2 separate regions of the Capra hircus genome follow, and region 2 is linked to region 1. A link is a contact called in public Hi-C data. All regions are on one chromosome and are shown on one strand. Each heading gives the region's core, a stretch centred on a gene start, on an enhancer-like site or on the middle of the called end of the contact. The rest is flanking DNA. Distances are from core to core; before and after follow the strand shown.

Region 1 (2,998 bases), core at 491-2,990:
AGTCACAGGGGAAACTCAGTCTGAGACACACAGGAACTCTCTCAGTATCCTCTTCTCAACAAGCCTGTAAATCTAAAACCTGTTCTGAAATGTTCATTGTGAAAACTGACCAGAGCACATTGTTTTGTGGTGATCATGAGCGCCACCTTGTGGGCACATGACTACATTAGCTGTGCCGCGTCTGGGCTTGGGAAATGAAGAGTCCTGCTTTTAGCCCCTCGGTGGTGGTTCCTTATTCTGTGGGAAGAGCAAGCACAGGGTTCCTCGTGGCAGCCAGCATCTGTTTGCACCCAACCTTGGGTTGGAGACTGAGCCGATCCATCCCATTATCACTGGTCCAAGGTAGCAGGTGCCATCACAAAGCCAGCTTTATTTCCTGCTGTCCCTTTTACCTGCTCAGTGTGATGGAGGCAGAGAGCCACCTTTCTGTCCTTGGATGAAACACCCAGACATTCCCTGGGATTTTTTTCTCTCTATTCTTAGGAAATTAGCTCCCAGGCTCACTTTAGATGGAAAGTGGTCCCAGTTCGTTCCATAAAGCTATGTCATACCTAGCTAACAGGTGTGGAGCTGGATTTAACATGAAATCTCTCTCCTCCCCTGGAGTGTATGCCCTGGATCTTAAGGGGGAGGGTGGTTTTCTTCTTCTCTGCTCTATCCTTCTCCTGCAGCTGCTGTTTCTGACTAGGATTGCCAGATAAAACCAGGATGTCCAGTTAAATTTGTCTTTCAGATGAAGAAAAAATCCTTTCTTTTTATTTAAGTATGTTCCAGGCAATATTTGCTTCCCTGGTGGCTCAGAGAGTAAAGAATCCGCCTGCGATGTGAGAGACCCAGCTTTGATCCCTGGGTTGGGAAGATCCCCTGGAGAAGCAAGTGGCAACCCACTCCAATATTCTTGCCTGGAGAATTCCATGGACAGAGGAGCCTGGTGGGCTATCGTCTGTGGGATCACATAGAGTTGGACACGACTGAGTGACTAACCCTTTCACTTTCAGGCAATATTTGGGTTTATTCATACTAAAAAATAGTCATTGTCTGAAATTCAAATTCTACAGGGTGTTTTGTGTCTTTATCTGCTGCATCTGGTGACTCTTGTTCTGCCCTCTGCAGGCTTGTGGGGGAAGGAGGAGAGGTGGTGACAGGCAGAAAGTTTTTATTTGACTGATGAGAGTTTATAGGTTTCCTGTTGCTGCCGGAGCAAAGGACTGCACATTTAGTGGCTTAAGGCTTCAAGTTGAGGAAGTCAGAAGTCTGAAACCAAGGTGTCTGCAGGGGTATGCTCTCTCTGAAGGTTCTGGAGGAGAATTCCTTCCCTGCCTTTTCCAGATTCTAGAAGTCCTTCATCTTCTAACTAGCAGGCATAGCCTCTTCCAGCCCCTCCCTCCTACCAGTCCTCTCCCCTCCCCACCTCTTCTATCATCACATCTCCTCGTCTGAGCTGCACGCTCTCTCTCACGAGGACCTGTGATGACATCGGGCCACCTGCATAATCCAGGATGATCTCCCATCTCAAGATCCTTAACTTAATCAGGTCTGCAAAGTCTCCTTTGCCATGTCAGCTCACATACCCGCAGGTCCTGGGAATTAAGACATGAATGTCACTGGGGGCTGCTGATCGGCCTCCTGGGGGGCAGGCTGGCTTCAGGCCATCTGGGTCTGGCCCGTGATTTGAGCTGACTTTGATCCCTTCTGTGCTTCCTTGGGGGGCCTCCTGGGCCACTGCAGCTCCCCTGACTGGGCAGTGTCTATCCCCGGACTGGCGGCTCCCAGTCTGCCCTGGGCTGGCTGAGCCCCTGCAGCCTGTCACCATGGGGCCCTGGGGAGAGCCACCGTGATTCTAGGTGGCTGCGCCCAGTGTGTGCCCTGAGTCCTCCCCAGATCTCATACCTCTGACCGTCTGCTGGGTGGCAGGATGGTCACTGCCAGAAGCAGACCCCGCCCCGCCGCCCCCACCCCTCGGCTGTGGCATGTGACGTGGCCACTGGCTGGAGCCCTTGGAGGGGCACTGTGCCCCCACCCCCGAGCCCTGAGGTCAGAGGCCAGCTCCCTGCCCGCCTCCTGGGGATGGACTCAGCCCTCCAACACGTCTCTCCTCAGATCCCCCCTCAGCTCCGTGACCTTGACCCTCTGACACCTTCCTCCTTGGAGGTGTTCACTCTCCCTTCCGTGGAGATGTGAGCTCATGGAGAGAGGATAGAAGGTGTCCAGACAGCCGGAGGAGCTGTGCCCGGTGGGGCTGGTGGAGATAGGGACTGTGCAGAAGGTCCAGGGAAGTACAGATGAGCCCAGGGGTCAAGGGTCCTGCACCTCAGGCCAGCTTGCAGAGTGAAGAAGCTGCCTTTGCTGGGTCCGTGATGAGCTGAGGGCACCCCAGACCAGAGTCACAAAGGGGCCCTCTGGTTAAGGGGCCTCTTCTGTCCACGCAGTTTATCACTGTTTTTTTTTTTTTTGAATAATTAATTTATTTGCCTTCACTGGGTCTTAGTTGTGGCATTGCAGCATGCAGGAGATATATATATATATATTTTTTTTAAGTTGTGACATGCGGCATCTTTAGTTATGGCTTGCAAACTCCTTAGCTGTGGCATGTGGGATCTAGTTCCCTGACCAGGGATCGATCCCGGGCCTCCTGCATTGGGAGTGAGGAGTCTTAGCCCCTGGATCGCTAGGGAAGTCCCAGCGTATCACAGTTGATGTCGGCCACAGTCACTGCCTGCGGTGCCTGGTCAGTCTTGTCATCCATACAGTTCATTTCCGTCCTGTCCTCCTTGGAAGGAGGCTACTGCGTGCAGCCCAGGCCTAAGGAGAGGGAGCGATGGTCCACCTCCTCCCCCTGGGAGCAGCTCTGCAAATTACTGGGGTTCTTTGAAAGGGAGATTTGTTTTCTCTTGCACATTTATTTTGTCCATCACGTGTATATGAACATGTTTTATGAGCTTTGCCTTCCAGAAGCAACAGCTATATGAATAGAGAAAGCCTCAGGCTATGTTTGACA
Region 2 (3,159 bases), core at 168-2,667, 170 kb before region 1:
ATTCATGGGAAATACACATTCAAGCAGACAAGGAGGCTAAAGGGTCCCAGTGCATGTAACCCACCCTCAAACCTCAAAGGGTAAGAGAAAACGTGTCTGTATTTTCATGTGTTTTTGAGTTTGTACAGGTATCTGTATAAAGAGGGAGAGAACTTAAACACACCCCAATGATTAAGTGAGGTTCAACCCTAACCAGTCAATATGAATAAAAAATAAAATGGGGGCTCTTTGTACTTCTGCAATTTTTATAAATTTAAAATTATTTCCAAATAAAGAGCTTGCTGGGGCTGTTTTTAAACTAAAACTGAAAACACTCAGCTGTGAGGAAAATTTTTACCTACCCTCTTCTTATACATGTATGAAACATTTTCCTTCCTCTGGAGAATTAATAAATATAAAGTCTGTTTTTAAAGAAAAAGTTTTGGTGTTAAAAAAAAAGATAAAAATGAGTCAATGCCTGATTTCACAGGATTTACAATCTAGTGGGGAAGAAAATGGCACTGGCAATATGCATTCGTTTGTCCTGCAGGAGCAGCGAGAGCTGAAACTCATGACTGTGAGGCTGGCAAGGGAGGAAGTGCAATCCCACTTTCCCTGTCCCTGCCAAGCCTGCAGGGGCCGGCATGCCCAGGCACCCAGGCAACAGCCACTGCGAGCCCTCCATGGACCACAGAGCACTACAGAAATGTTGGCACTGTCATCAAGTGAGGCAGATCCCTGAGGTTAAAGCCAGGCCCACCAGAGTTGAATGAATACTGGAGTCAAGAGGAGGAACAAGAAAGCAACCACATATGCTCTTCTCCCAGCTGTGGTGCTGGGCCAGGGGGGCGGGGGGGGGGGGCCGGGGGAGGCCATGAGGGTCAGGACACAGCACAGGGTGCTGAGCCGCCCCATCCCCACTCTGGGAAGGGGCCTAGGGGTAGAGGGGTCCTCTCAACCAGAATAAAGCTCCACTTCCCCTCCCTTCCACTGACCCCAGCTCAGGCCTTCAGAACTCCTACTGTTACCGTCTGATTATTTTCCGATCTTTTCTAGAGAGAACATGAAAAATATATACACAAGAAACACATCAGGAAAAGGGGCAAGCCCTCGGCACAGCTAGGGTGGATGCAAGACACTTCACTGCAGCCAAGCTCCAGGGCGTGGCACTCTGAGTTGCCAGAGCAGACTCCAGAAGGCCCTCTAGGGCCTAGGGCTGTACAGCCTGCTAAAGGCACAGGCCGAACTGGAAATACCAGTGTTCCTGCTAAAGGAAAAGCAAAGACACAGCCTCAGCCCAGGAGAGGTGAGGAGAAGGAAAGGCGTTTGCCAGTCACCTGCGTGGTGCACTGCTGGCTCTCCAGGGATCCAATGCAGCCACAGGAAACAGCACCTCCTGCAGGAAGCAGGGACCCGGAGGACAACCCCCAGAGCAGGCACTAGGGGGCGCTGGAATACAGCTTCCAAGGTTTGCACTCTAGAAACAAGTCTTTGTGCAGGCTACCACCAAATTAGTGTCCTCCGCCTTCAAAAGGACTCAGGGACATAGGAGGTCAGCCTGAGGTAAAAACTTAGGCTACAAAGGCGTGATCAACAAACACTCTGCTGCATGTGTACTGCACTTCACAGATTCCACGGCAGTCAGGCATCTGTGAGCCAGACCCAGGCACAGTGTCCCAAGAACACTCAAAGCCCAGGCCTTCAGGGTCAAATGCCAGAAACAAGCACAGGAGGCAGAGTCTTCTCCTCCCTCCTCCCTCTTTCCCAACACAAAAGTGAATTTGGGAGGTAGGAGAAGATGTTAAGGACTAATACACTGGTGGCTCAGCAGTAAAGAATCCTCTTGCAACACAGGAGACATGGGTTCAATCCCTGGGTCAAGAAGATCCTCTGGAGAAAGGAATGGCTGCCCACTCCAGTATTCTTGCCTGGAGAATACCATGGACAGAGGAGCCTGGTGGGCCACAGTCCGTGGGGTTGAAAGAGTCTGGCAAGACTTAATGACTAAAGAACACTGCTCTGAGTGATAAACGCTTTAACTTCATCTCTAAAATCAGGGTATGCCAGACGAAATCCATCTCCACAGTTCTTCCCAGCTCCAAAAGGATCTCCTGGATCTAACCCGGAAAAACACAGCTTTGGGAATGTTCTCAGACTGACACGGCTACCAGGTGGCTGGCACCTGAACACATCATGCTGAGTGGAAGAGGCCAGACTCAAGGGCCACGCATTGCAAGAGTCCATTCACATGAACTGGGTGATATCCAGAAGAGGCAGATCCCCAGAGACAGCAAGGAGAAAGAGGGTGGCTGCCAGCGGCTGGGTGGGGAGGGATAAGGGAGTCCCTGTTATGGGTATGAAGCCTCTTTCTGGAATGATGAGGTGTTCTAAAATGGACTGTGGGGGTAGCTGCACAACTCTGTGAATATACTAAAAACCACCAAAATGTACAGGTATTGAAATGGGAGAACTATTAACAAATGAAGTTAAAAAAAAAATCAGATCAGTACTTGCATAAAAAGAACCATTCAAATTTCTTTTTTTTTTTTTTCACCAGGACCCAGTACCTGATGGATGGTGACATCTACTGAACAGTTACTGCTCAGTCTTAACTTTGGAAATTGGTGTGGGTGGCCTAGGGAACACCTGGAGGCGACAATGTTCAATACACAGCAGGAATTTCATTGATTTAATAGCATGTATTGAGCACCAACGATCCATGCTGAACTGTGCTTGACTGTCAGAACAAATTCTGAACAAGACAAAGTTTGGGACACCATGATATTTATAATTTTGTCACCGTGTGCGTGAACTGCGCATTGCTGACAGTACTACACAGGCAGAAGCGGGGGGACCGGGGCCGGGGGCAGAGGAAGGCTCATGCCTCGACTGACCACCCAGGGTTGCAGCAGGATTCTCCTCACTTTCTTGGGGCTGAGAGTCCCGAGAAGGGAAAAAATGGACAAAAAAGTGTGACAAAGCCACGCCCCCCCTTAAGATTCAAATATCAAGTGTTGGTTTCATGCGGTTTGTGCATTTTATTTTGACTATTAAAGTCCTATCAAAAGCTATCCTCTCAGCAATTTCCCTGGTACTCCAGTGGTCAGGACTCCTCACTCCCAATGCAGGAGGCATGGGGTTGACCCCGAGTCAGGGAACTAGATCTCAAATGCTGCACGG

What was found. A called contact is a pair of places that touch in the nucleus more often than the background predicts.
Region 2: a contact with region 1 is called in a Hi-C map of blood, with 2.4 times the contacts expected there. The contact joins two enhancer-like sites. A contact is called at or near these places in 2 of 5 Hi-C or Micro-C datasets (both in blood).

The regions. Positions count from the first base shown.
Region 1 is chr18:12,113,548-12,116,545 of ARS1.2, reverse strand. No RefSeq gene overlaps it. Among named protein-coding and RNA genes, the nearest start is that of TLDC1, 10 kb to the right of the region's middle. Within about 2 kb of position 1,740, at least 1 of the 5 cell types and tissues checked has an H3K27ac peak or open chromatin away from gene starts, as enhancers often do.
Region 2 is chr18:12,281,934-12,285,092 of ARS1.2, reverse strand. All of the region lies in intron 1 of USP10 (ubiquitin carboxyl-terminal hydrolase 10), which reads right to left. Among named protein-coding and RNA genes, the nearest start is that of USP10, 20 kb to the right of the region's middle. Within about 2 kb of position 1,417, at least 3 of the 5 cell types and tissues checked have an H3K27ac peak or open chromatin away from gene starts, as enhancers often do.